Regions from separate parts of the Sus scrofa genome. Here region 1 is linked to region 2. A link is a contact called in public HiChIP or PLAC-seq data. All regions are on one chromosome and are shown on one strand. The core of a region is the stretch at or near the end of the contact, and the rest is flanking DNA. Distances in the headings are between cores, read along the strand shown. Region 1 holds the start of ITGB1 (integrin subunit beta 1). Region 2 holds the start of ARL5B (ADP-ribosylation factor-like protein 5B).

Evidence for each region. HiChIP or PLAC-seq counts read pairs in DNA pulled down with a chosen protein or histone mark.
Region 1: an H3K27ac HiChIP or PLAC-seq map of alveolar macrophages shows a contact between it and region 2. The contact joins the promoter of ITGB1 here to the promoter of ARL5B in region 2. A contact is called at or near these places in 2 of 5 promoter capture datasets (fetal liver and liver), 3 of 47 Hi-C or Micro-C datasets (embryonic fibroblasts, liver and skeletal muscle) and 1 of 2 datasets of contacts at active chromatin or transcription factors (alveolar macrophages).

What each region holds. Positions count from the first base shown.
Region 1 is chr10:56,127,322-56,133,625 of Sscrofa11.1, reverse strand. ITGB1 (integrin subunit beta 1) reads left to right here and starts at 3,018. Exons shown (of 16, transcript NM_213968.1): 1 at 3,018-3,257.
Region 2 is chr10:55,698,518-55,704,971 of Sscrofa11.1, reverse strand. It overlaps ARL5B (ADP-ribosylation factor-like protein 5B), which reads left to right and starts at 4,583. Exons shown (of 6, transcript XM_005668272.3): 1 at 4,583-4,981. The coding sequence starts at 4,933.

The sequences.
Region 1 (6,304 bases), core at 1,769-4,268, 430 kb before region 2:
AGTTATCCTGGCATGATTTGTTGCTTACTGGACAGGGTAATCCTTGACAGGCTTAGTCCCCAAAGTGTTCAAACTACGAGAGAAAGACAGCCATCCACTCCTAAGCTAACATCAGCTCACTCCCACTCTCAAAACTGTATTCCATAATCACGTGATTAAATACAATCTGCTAGATCTAAAGGTTAGTCATCAAACAGTGATTCCATTGTCCAAAAGAGATAATCAGGTTTCTAGAGAGGCCTTTAGCCTCTTTTGTACTCGATTAAATATTTGTGGTTCCTTTCATTTACATAAGCCTAGCCTTTAATTTTAAATAGAAATGGGGGTCAAACACTGAAATGAACTTGGGCCTCCAATAAAGTCTGCTGGTGAGCAGCTTTGAAACTATTTTGGAGAACAGTAGGTGAATAAAGATATACTTTGAACAGCAAGTAGTACTAAGATGCCAAAACTAAAGGAAAGTCAACTTTTAATTATTTGACATAATGACATGGCAGAGGACAATTTATAATAACAGGGAGAGAGTATAGGTAAAATATGATTTATCTTAAATCAAGATCTAATAGATGTGCTATAATGACATGGTTTAGCAGCGTGACTTACACTAGTTCTACTTACCAGGATTTCTGTTGAACATGGTAAGACTGACCAACCTTTGTCTGCAATGTTCATAAATTTTATAGTTAGCTAACTGCCTACTGATTAATATTTATATGAAATCACAAATGGAGTCATACCCGTGACCAATCACATATTTCTTAGAGAGTATTTCTTCTAATTTCTCATTTCCTCAAAGCTCATGACTTCTGTACATAAATTGCTCCTCACACTTTAGCCAAAAGTTCTAGTGTGATTTCAGGGGAGCAAAAAGACCCATTTATTCATTTATCAAATACTGGGCCCCTATTATGTGATCTGCAACAGTGTTTGATACTGGGATTAAAAAGTTGATTAAACTGCCCTTGAGCTAATTCAATTAGTTTAGTGTTTTGCAGATGTGAACCTCATAGTATTCTTGTGGAAAATCACACAGGGAGGAAAATTCTGGGACATATAGTGCAAATCAGGCATGGATAAATTACTTTACCTTTGAACTACAACCTGTGCTGAGACTAGTCCAGTTCTGATTAATTTTAAACAGTGGTATAACTGGTACCTTTAAATTCAAGAATGTTGAATTCTGGAGTTCCCATCGTGGCACAGTGGTTAACGAATCCGACTAGGAACCATGAGGTTGCGGGTTCGATCCCTGGCCTCTCTCAGTGGGTTAATGATCCGGCGTTGCCGTGAGCTGTGGTGCAGGTCGCAGATGCGGCTCGGATCCCGCGTTGCTGTGGCTCTGGCGTAGGCCAGTGGCTACAGCTCCAATTCGACCCCTAGCCTGGGAACCTCCATATGCCGTGGGAGTGGCCCAAGAAATGGCAAAAAGACAAAATAAATAAATAAATAAATAAATGGGAAGGAAAAAAAAAAAAAAAAGAATGTTGAATTCTGGTGGTAGCTGCATCATTGGGTTATTGATATAGAAACATTGATTTTTTAAATTGAAGTATAGTTGATTTACGATGTTGTGTTAGTTCTCAGGGGCACAATGAAGTGATTCAGTTATGTTACATGTTAAATATATGTTCTTTCTTGGATTCTTTTCCGTTATAGGTAGGTTACTACAAGTTATTGAATATAGCTCCCTGTGCTATAAGTAGGAAAATTGTTGTTCATCTGTTTTGTATATAGTAGTATGTACATATTAATCCCCAACTCCTAATTTATCCCTTCCCCCACCCTTAACTATAGGATTATTTTCTGAGTCTGGTTTGTTTTGAAACCAAGTCCATTTGTATCCTCTTTCAGATTACACAAATAGGGAAACATGATTTAGTCCGTTAACTTTGGTCATCTATTAAACGGGAAAAATCATTCCCATTTCTTTAGAGGTTCCCAGAGATTACCTAACCAACAGATTTGATTTTGCTGGTAAGCAATGAACAAAGTTTCCATAGATGGGATTGTGTGAGCTTCTTTTAAGGTTGGCAGCTAAATGGGCATCGCGGCTTCTAATCTCCCCCAAATGAAACACTACTTCTCCATTTCACAAATCTCATAATTCGAGTTCTATTCCCAACAGGGTGCTCCAGCTCACCACGTGGCGAAGCACATTTTCTGCTAACAGGATGGCAGCCTGCCAGCAGCATAGTCAAAGTGACTGGGTTTCAGTATGATGCCGGTTGGCACAGGTTTCATTCCTCTGATTAAGAAGTGCCCAGCCTTGCTCATAATGAAATGTTTCTCTTCTCGTGTTTTAAACGTCCCTTCTTCTGCAGCCCCCCAGCCCACCTACTAAAAAAACTGAGGATAAACGGAAACCGTATCAAGGAGGAAACTTCCTTCTCATCCGCGTTCCCCATAAACGGACGTCCAGATTAACCTAACAAAAGCTGCTCTCCAATTTACTTTTTCTCTAAAACTTTTCTCTTTCTGGGTCCCCATCTCCTCCCTAAGTCTCCCCCTTTCTCAAAGACGTAAGTCAGGCAAATCCTCACGCCAGAAAAATACTGGCTTTAGCTCCTTCCCTTCCAAAAGGAAAACGTCTTGGGCCCCAGGAAGCCCTGCAAGGTGCGTGATTAAGTGTCTTGATTTGCGGGAGTCTCCGGCGGCTCCCTGGAGGCAAGGCTTCCAAGGTTCAAAACCAGGCAGTCCCGGGCAGGACAGACGTGCGGCCTTAGGAAAGCAGCACCTAAGACAAGGCAGGAAGAAGGCTCCAGAACTTCTCACGGGAGGAGATTAAGGCGCGCTGGGCGGCGCAGACCCTTCCTCCCTGGGCAGCTAAGGAAACTGAGGCACGGCGAACGCTGCGGCAGAGACCCCCACCACCGGCGCCCGGCAGGCCCGCTCCTTTGTCCCAGCGGCCGCCCTCCCCGCCCCTCCTCCACCTCCCACCCCGCGTCCCTCCCCCACCCCCGCCGCGCGGGCGCGGCTGACGCCGCCCGGCAGGAATGCGCTTCCGGAGGGAGAGGGCGGCGGCGGCGGCCTGAGGAGCTGGATTGCCGCGCGGAGGAGGCGGTGCCGCGGGGGTCGTTTCCTGCCAGGAGGCGGCCCCGCGTCGCCGAGTCTCCTCCTCCCGCCCGCGAAGGAGGAGGAGCTGCCGCCGCCGCGCCCGCGCCGCAGCCGGGGAGGCCACGCCAGCCCTCGGACAGGCCGAGCGGGAGTCGCGGAGCGCTGGTGGAGCCGACCGCGCGGGCCGGGCGCCGCGGGAGAAGGTGGGCGCGGGCGGGCGGCGGGCTGGGTGCGCTGCCGGCCCGGGGCCCCGGGGCGCGCGTGGGGGCCGCGGCCTGGGGGCGGATTCCAGCCGTCGGGCGGGGGAGGAAGTCGGGCCGCGCCCGCTCCCGGCTTCGCTCTCCGACTGTCCGGCCGGGGGAGGTGGAGGGTGCGGGCCGGCCCAGGACGCTGTCCGCGGGAGGCCGCGCTTGCGGAGGCCCGGGGCCAGGATCCGCCGCTCGGACACCCGCTGTGGGCGCCACCCCGCCGGCTGGGCGCCGACAGGCCTTCGCGGGCCGGCGTCCTGGGAGCGGCCTCGGCCCCGCCGCCTTACGCGGCGGGTCGCGCGGGTGCCGGGCCTCCGCGCGGGGACAGCTCCGCCTCGGCTCCAGCTCTCCGGCGTTGCTCGGAGAAGGGGCGCGGGGTCGGGCGTCCTGTGGGCCCCTTTCCCCCCGAGGCTGGTTGTGGGCGGCGGTGCGAAGGGCTAACCCCAGCCGCTGCCTGATTCGTGCGGTTGCTTAGGCTTCATAACAAGTCGTATTTTTAAGAATGCCAGTATTTAATGCCCAAGTAATTCTTGTTTTATCGGATGTGTGTTTTGGATCAAAATCTAGCGCTGGTTGGTTTGGTCCCTAGTAAATTAGACTCTTTAAGGTTCCATTTCCTCTGCTGTAAAATGGGAGCAATACCGACACTAATAAGAAAACGTAATTGTTATAATAACGGCATAAGTGAGGGCCATGCTTAGCTCTACACACTTCACCTGTATTTTCTCGTTTAACCCTGGATCTGAGCCGACCAGGTATATGCTGTTTTTATCCCTGTTTTCCAATTGAAACCGACACACCAGGAGCCTGGGTGATCATCCAGCTGTAGTGAGGAGAACCCATGGGGTCTAGCAGACGTTGTTTGAACCACAAGTAACCTTGCATAAGTACCGTGTAGTGAAAAGCTAATGGAAAATGGAAAACACTTAGCTTAGAGTAGATGCTCAATAAATATCAACTCCTTTTCGTTCCTTCTTGTTTTTTTTTTTTTTTAAAGTATGCCTGTAGTTGATAGCATCATTAGTAAGGCGTTTTGGAGTCTGCGTTCCACATAAATATTTAGGGGAGTAGAGTTACTGGAATGTTATTTTTTATTGTTTTGGTGGTACAAAAATAACCAATGCTAAATGTTTTGATGAGGCATCTTTCTTCAACTGCATGCAGCCTTTCCAACAGGTTGCATAAATAGACCACTTGAGAAATGATTAAGGGATTTTAGTTGCAAGTTACCTATTCTAAGTCTGTGAATATCAAGGCCATAGGGAGGGTCAGGGCTTATTTAAGAGTCCTACTGTAATGTTCATATTTGAAAATAATTTTAGTCCCTTGTTTAATAATAAATGAGTGAAGAGGATTAATAAATAGAAAACACGTGAAACAAATCAGTGTTCTGGTTATAGATGTCTGAGGAGACAAGACATTTTACTCACCCTAAAATTCAGTATAAAATGGAAGATGTTAGAATGCTAGTTTAAAAGATAGGGGATGTGGTTAATACTTTACTTCTGTAAATAGAAAACAAACTCCAAATCAAGTCATCTGTGTTGAGGTCACAGACCTAAACATTTAAGCTTTTGTAATGTTGATTCCTTTTAGAAGAATGTTAAAAAATACTCTATATTAAGATTGTTTTATAATCCCGTCAACATCCTGCATGTGAAAAGAATCGAATCAGCAATACTGAAAATCACTGGATTCAGGTGGCTTTTTCCTCAGTTTTCTGGTCGGTATAATTAAAAGCTGCCCCAAATTAGCATCACATGTATTTCTTTAATGGGGTGGATGAATTCCTAACTCCTGGAGGGACTCTGGGGCTGTAAATAGTGAAAATCAGTTTAAGGTGGTGCTAGTTTTCATGGAATGATGGCCACTTAGTAGCTTTATTGTTTGGTTTCTTGCCAAATTGTGGCTTCTATCATCAAGGGGTAATATTCTATCTGAAGGAAATATATGTTTTTAATTATTTCACAAGGACACTGGTTTGTTCTCTGCTGGAATGATGAGAGGACACATCTCTCTGGTAAAAGTTTCAGAACTTTTGAGTTCTGAGAATGGACATTTCTGAATGTGTAAGAAATTGAATTAGTTATCTGAGAGGATTCATAGGGACTGATTGCCCCACTCTGGATGGAGAGGTAGGATCTGTCTGGTTGTGAGTAGATTCCTAGAAGATCATATTGTGCACGTAGGTAAATGTCTTGTTGTATTAGCAGGTCTACTCTGACTGTGATGTGTTGTGGGGTTTTTGTCCTTTTATATTGTTGCACAGGTGGGGGTATTGGGGTAGGGAGGATGCGCCGACAGGCGTGAGAGTAGGGAAGAGTATATTAGTCTTTAGAACCTGAAATGATAGCAGCATCTATAGCTGTAGAAAACTGCATACATTAAGAGTATGTATCTAGGCTAAAGGAAGTGCAATCCCTATAAACCCCAGCCTTAGAATATTTCAATAGATGAGTGAAAAAATGTAGTATATCTTTTTCAGAAGATGTATGCAAAAGGAGCCAAGCTATACTTTGTGAATTTCTCATCTTTTTTTAAGACTAATTATCTTACACAGAGTTAAGTTTTATATATAAAATAAAAGTCAACTGCCTTAAAGCTGTATTTTTGGTTTGTGGCTTTAGAAGACAAGGTTAACTGTATCTAGCATGGTGCTGAAGCATGTGTATATCATGTCATCATGTAATGTGTGAAAAACTGCTTTGAATATACCTAGTACATACGTATATAAACACACACGTAATTATAGGCCTAGTCTCATTATGCAGTCTCCAGAGTGCTGCTTCCTGGACCCTCGGGCTGTATGAAATAACTCACTGGAGTGTGGGAAGAAAATAGACTGTTTATAATACATATATATTAAAACATATTTTAATCTCATCATTTTAGGGTAAATTTTTATGATTTATAATATTCTATATTGCTGTAGAAGTACATGTATTTTAATTTATAAATACATGTTTTATGGCATATGTATGCTCGATTTTTTTAAATAATAA
Region 2 (6,454 bases), core at 3,334-5,833:
CCACAGTAGAATTTTTAGTATGTAAATGTATCAAAAAGTTTAAAATACAATACTAGAAACAAGAGAGCAACATAAAGTGCTGGAAAAAAGGTCAATCTAGAATTCTTTATCAGAATAATTATCTTTTTTTTTTTTAAAGTGGCTGCACTTGTGGCATATGAAAGTTCCCAAGCTAGGGTCGAGTCACAGCCACTGCAGAAGCAATGCCAAGTAGTTGTGTTGTCAGCCACACGGGAAGTCCTGGAATAATTATCTTTCAAAAAACAAGATGAAAGAGAGAATTTTTTCAGACATGCAAAAGCTGAAAAAATTAATCAACAGCATACCTGCACTAAATAAATGATGAAGGAAGTTACTTCAATGAGAAGGACATCAGTACCTGTTGGTAATCTAGATCTGTCAAAGAATTGAAAAGCACTAAAAGTGGAAACAACATGAGTATATATAAAGATATTTTTATTTAACTCTTTGAAGATATATATTTAAAGAAAAATCAGTAACAATGTGATGAATTGAGAAGATGGATAAACATAAAATGTATAGCAATACGAAAGTCAACTGGGAGAAATGGAAATATACCTTTGTAAAGTTCTTATAAGTGAAGTGTTATAATACCACTTGAAAGTAGATTGTGATATAGGCTGGATAATAGCCCCCAAAGATAAAATATCATCTTAACTTTTGGAGCCCCGTGAATGTTATCTTTTATAGCATAGATTTAGCAGATGTGATTAAGGATTCTGATATGAGATTATCTGGGATAATCTGGGTGTCACAAGCTTCCTTATGAGAAAGGGGCAGAGGGAGATTTGACATAGAAAAGGGGAATGCATATTACCAGGGAGGCAAAAACTGAAGTGATGTTGTCACAAGTCAAGGAATGTCTGCAACCACCAAGAACTGGAAGAGGCAAGAAACAAGTTCTGTTTAGAGCTTCTGGAGGGGGTATAACCCTGCCAACGTTTTGACTTTAGCACAATGAAATATTTCACATTTCATGAGAGAATATATTTATTTAGTTTTAAGCCACTAAGTTTGTAATAATTTGTAGCAGAAGTCATAAGAAACTAATACATGTAGTAAGCTAAAGATGTATACTCTAAAATGTAAAGCAGACCATAAAATAACACAGAAAAGAGTTGTATCCAGTGACTCAAATATAAAAAGGAGATAAAATGGAATTTTAAAGATACCCATGGAAGATGAAAAAGCTGGGACCATTTGCTGCTATTTCCAATACTGAGAAATAAGAGTAAAAGAATAACAAACTACAGTCAAAGCCATCTAGCAGATAAGAGTCAGTTAAATTCAAAGAAATTTCACTAGTTTGGAGGGCTGTACTAAGATATTTTCCTTTGTGAGAAAAGAGTCCTGGAGCTGTTCTAAAAGACAGAAGAATATGAAGTCCCTTTGTTTCCCTGTACCTTTCAGTGCTTTTTTTTTTTTTTCTGTCCTTCCACTGACACAAATTAATGTATTCCATTCCAAGAACTATAACTGTTTCTTTCTAATAATCCTTTACTGTCACCCCAACTTTTCGATCTGGAAGAATCAGTCAGGAGCAAGAGCGACAGGGGGATTTATTATAAAACATGTAACAACCCATTTTGTCTCCCTCTTTTAGGCCATGGGGGCCACTATGGGGGAGAGTATAGACATAAGGCAGGGCAATAAGTGCCCACATGCTATACAGTGCCTCATCTGTGATTTCCCATGGGGCTTTCTCTATCTCAGGGTACTTTCGTTAAGAGAGCTGGAGTGCCCTTATGCCCAGAACCCACTTCAAAAAAAGTTCTGAGACTTTTTACTATCATCTTTGGAAAGGATCTAAGATTGGCTTGATAGAATTCAAAAGCTGAGCTGCTAAGAGGGCCAAGCTATTCCCATCCCTCCTTAAAGAATATTATGTGTTCCTCCCCTTTATCCCAAGCTAACCAGTCAAAATTCTATAGATTTGCAATATTCCTGCCCATAGAAGACATAAATTTCCCTCTTTTTGTGTTTGGTGCAGGTGAGTGTAATTATTGTCTGAAAAGTATCAGAACTTTCCTCTAATCTAGGATGGATGTTATTGGTTGTTATAATAAGATGAGTATAATGTTGACCATCAGATTGACCCACTAGCCCTTATCCCAAGGAAAGATAACAAAGTCACGATTCAGCAGCTGCCTTTGAACCTGCATCCCAGTACTCCACCTGAAGCTGTTTTCAGTATTCCACCTGAAGCTGTTTCCCTAATTCCTCCTCAGTGGCAGAGAACAGAGTGGAGGATTATTTACTGCTGCATTGAATGATATGGCTGTAACTAAATCCAAGGAATTCCCTCAAATCATGCTAAGTGGAGTAAGTAGACTGTGGGGAGGCTCTTGTATTTCCTATTCCGGGAAGCCATGTCTTATTAGTACCCCATCTTTGTCACTGAACTGTCAAGAACTGTAAAGCGTCTACAATTTTCCTTATTTGCAAGAAAACAAATCAGCCTCCCACAGTATCATAGACACTGGCAGAAGATATGAGACTCCTGGGCCAGGGACAAAGAACAGATTACTAATCAGAGCAATAGCAGCAGCCAGAGTAACATTTTGTTGCTTCCACAAACCCTGATTCCTACATAGCAAAGCAATGGTGGCCAAGTGACACCTGCGCACTTGGTGAGTTGTGTTCACGGAGAGGAACCCTGTTTAGGAAACCTTGAACTTTTTTTTTCCCTTTGGAAACTCATCTCCCTAAAGCTCAAAGATGGCCCCTTAGGGTGACTTTTGGCCCTAGTCTCAGACCTCCCCAGGGGACATGGGGTAGCATGACCAAACCCACCCATGAGCTTCCCTCTGCCCTATCCCCAATCTTTTCTAAGAATGCTGCTAGCAAACCTTCTCATCCTTTTTCCAGTGGGAGACATTGCTATTATCATGATCAGCCAAAACAAACAAACAAAACTGCCCTCTGCCCCAGTTACATTTCCTGAAACTATTCACCATTCAAATATCTTGAAAAGATGGTCCAGCACAAAACAGTATCAGAAGATATGCAGAAACATGAAAGACTTGTAGAAAATTCTATGCTAAAGTTACAGTGAACATTAAAGATTTCTAAGAGTTGTTGTGGACTCTTTTTAGTTTCATTCCTCCGTGGCAGAGCATGCTGTCCTGGTCACGTGGTTCAAGCCAAGCACACAATTTATCTTAATTAACTGAGTAATAAATTTAATTCAATACAGGTGTACCCAGCTCTTCCAAATGTTATCTGGTTTATAATAGTTCCTTCTAAGAAATATTGGATATGTGTAGTTTTAAAACCCCTAGTTGTTTGACCTTTTTAGAAACAAGGACTAGAAATGTCCATTTAAGTCTCTATTTACACAAACACAAAATCATTAAATAAAAAATTATGTATTATATGTAACTGGCTTATAAATATCATGGGCCAATTCATGGTTATTAAACTAAAATTTCACAGCCTTAATAACATACCTTTTCCTCCATATGGGAGGTTAAAACTGCCTTTGATATCCCAATGCTGAAGCACACTGTCCTACATATATCTTAAAGGGTCTTTGAACCATAACACCAGGAGAACATCGTAAGTCAAACACTTTTCCTTATACAAATAATGGAATAGTTTGGTGTGTTAAACGGCCACGGTGCCAGGGTTAAAATTCACCATTTTAGTCCATAGTTTTTTCAGTTAATTTCTCTCCACCTGGGTTCAGAATTTGTTACATTTCATTCCAGCCTGTGAAGCTTTTAAAGGTCTTAGGACCTAACCATGGAAAAGAAAATGGAAATGAAACTCTTACGTAGTAAATTGGCTTATCTATATGCAAACTTCTTAGTCAACCGAGTAATAAATTGAATTCAGTTACAGCTGCAGCCAGTTCTTCCAAGTATTTTCTTGAGTTAGCTTATGACAGTTCCTTCCGAAGAATATTATATTTTTAAATTTCCTAGTTGTTTGACTTCTTTTTCCTTGAAATTTCAGTTTGCTTTGCTCTATGTACGGCACTTGTACTCTTCTTTTTTTTTTTTTGAGAGAGCGAGTCATAGAATGCCATTGTAATTAAAGGAATTTATTTCCAATCACTTCACAAAATAAGTTTTCTTATTTTGTGTCTTGGGGATCCACAAAAATACTTAGCAAAATTGGGGGAGCCTTAAGTTAGTCACACAGATTAACTTTGTGGCTACCAGCACTCCACGGATCGCCTCGCAATCAATTCTACTCAGAATTAAGAATCACGGTGGAACTTCAGGCCTGCCTGCCAGCCTGAACTGTGGGACAGTTGAGAGAAACTCCCCACTCCTGCGCAGAGAAAGTGCGGCAAACGGCGGCTGCTCAGTTAGAGAAACTGCAGTCTGTCCCCACGTTTAGGAGCCAGGGACGCACCTGCTAGACAGCAGAGACTTTAGAAGGAAACAGGCAACCGCCCCTAAACAGGACAAAGAAGCGCGCGCTCATCCAGGGAAACTCCGCGACTCCCACGCACACCCCAGCCTTCCCCCATCACGGAGCTCGTAAACCGCCCACCGGAAGTGAGACTGAGGAAACGCCACGTAGAGGGCGTGGGCTGACGTAAGCGCGCTGACGTTCGGCACCGTCCTTCCGGCAATGGGTGGTCCCGGGAACGGGAGGGGAGGTGGAGCGGAGGCGGGGTTTAGGACTGGTTGAGGCTCTGGTGGGTAGGTGGGTTCAGACCGAGGGGACTACGGGTCGGCGTTGGGCTCAGTGGGCTCGAACAAAGGACTCTCGGGCAGGACTAGGCGCGGCGCCTTCTGACGGGTAGCTGAGCGGTGGATCGCGGCTTCTTCTCCAACCAGTGCCCTCGCCGCGCGGTCCCGTCGCCTTCTTCTCTGTTACCCACGGCCAGCACCGTGGTGGGGGGCCCGGCGCAGCGGCACCTGCTGCTGAGGGACCCCGAGGCCCGCCAGGGTGCTCATGATGGGGCTGATCTTCGCTAAACTGTGGAGCCTCTTCTGTAACCAAGGTGAGCGGGATGGAGCTGCGCAACGGCTCGAATCCGAGGCAGAGGGTCTGTACGCCGAAGGGGACAGCTGGGGGGACGCAGGGATCTCGGTGGACACACACGTTCTGAGACGCAGAGAAGTGACTTAGTCAAGGGGGAGAGGAGAAACTCTTTTAGGCTGAAAGAAGGTGCGACGTGATAGTTGGGGAGAAGTGGAGAGTCAGAAGAGGGGGCATTTGGTGTCACAGGATCCAAACCAAGAATTTGGAGATTTTAGCAAAAGCAAGCGGAAAGCACCTAATCATACCCGGAGGCATTTTGGAGGGTCTTTTTACTTTTCTTAGTAAGCATCCTAAGTCTTGCCTCAGGATAAGTGTCCGTCCAGAAACCTATCAACTTTTTTTGTTGTTTTAATTGCTGGCGTTGCTCCCCCTCGGCCCCCCGCGGTCTTTAAACCTGTGTGCCTTCACTTTATCTCACATTTCGCCTGCTCTCCAGGATTGGGGAATGAGTTGTCCTATTGAGATATACGGGTTTCCGAGAATCTTCACCCTAAGCTCTTCGAAGTGCTTTTAGTTCTATGTAGGGTATTGCGTGTCCGTATTAGTCTAGAACTGGTTCTGAGACGCCTAAAAGTTGCAAGTCCAAAGGGCCAAAAAGTTGTAAAACCTGTTCTGAGTCAGAGTGAATGAGATGTGATGTCTTCTGAAGAGAGGAAATAACCAGACAGAAAGCGCTGGCAGTAGGTAAAGTTTTAGGCATTCTTTTAACTGAGTGTTTTTTCCAGTAATTGAAACCAGTTTACTCAACTAGTTTCATTTTGCATTTAACACCCGGGCACAATAAAAGCCAGTGTTTTATGACGATACCGATTTGTTACAGCTAATGTGGTATCTTTTTTTTTTTTCTGGATTTAAGACGTCATGAAAAGAATGAAATGGTTTTAGTCCCTTGTTCTGTAGATTGATAAGAATACTAAAGTAGTCTTTCAAGGTTACAAGTTAGTAAAGATAGATGTATGTGTATGTACAAACTAAATTACCACAGATAGCACTTTTCAAGTGATTTCGAAGTGGCCAGAGTTTAACGCCATGTGGATATTGTCCATAAATTTAGTGCATTGTTTTTTCAGCAGTTTGTATTTTCTAAACCTTGTTACATTAATTTTCTATGTAAAGCAGCATTTTAAGACATATTTAAAAATATAAAGATTAACCGAGAATCACCTGCTTATCTTTTCCCATAGTTAAAGTAATAAAACATTACCAATGTCATTGGTTCTCCATCTGTAACTTGTCCCATTCCCCTCTCTCTCTGTTTTATCACTGTTGTTTGTTTTGAGGCTTCCTTAATCAGACTAGAAGGGAGTGAACGATTTAGAGGGAAAATTCAGAAGATGATGAAAGATATTCATGGACTACTTTTAAAGTCACATAAAAGTTCAGACCTCTTAAATCCCCATTACTTTATAGAGTGTTCCTTTTCCTTTACTCC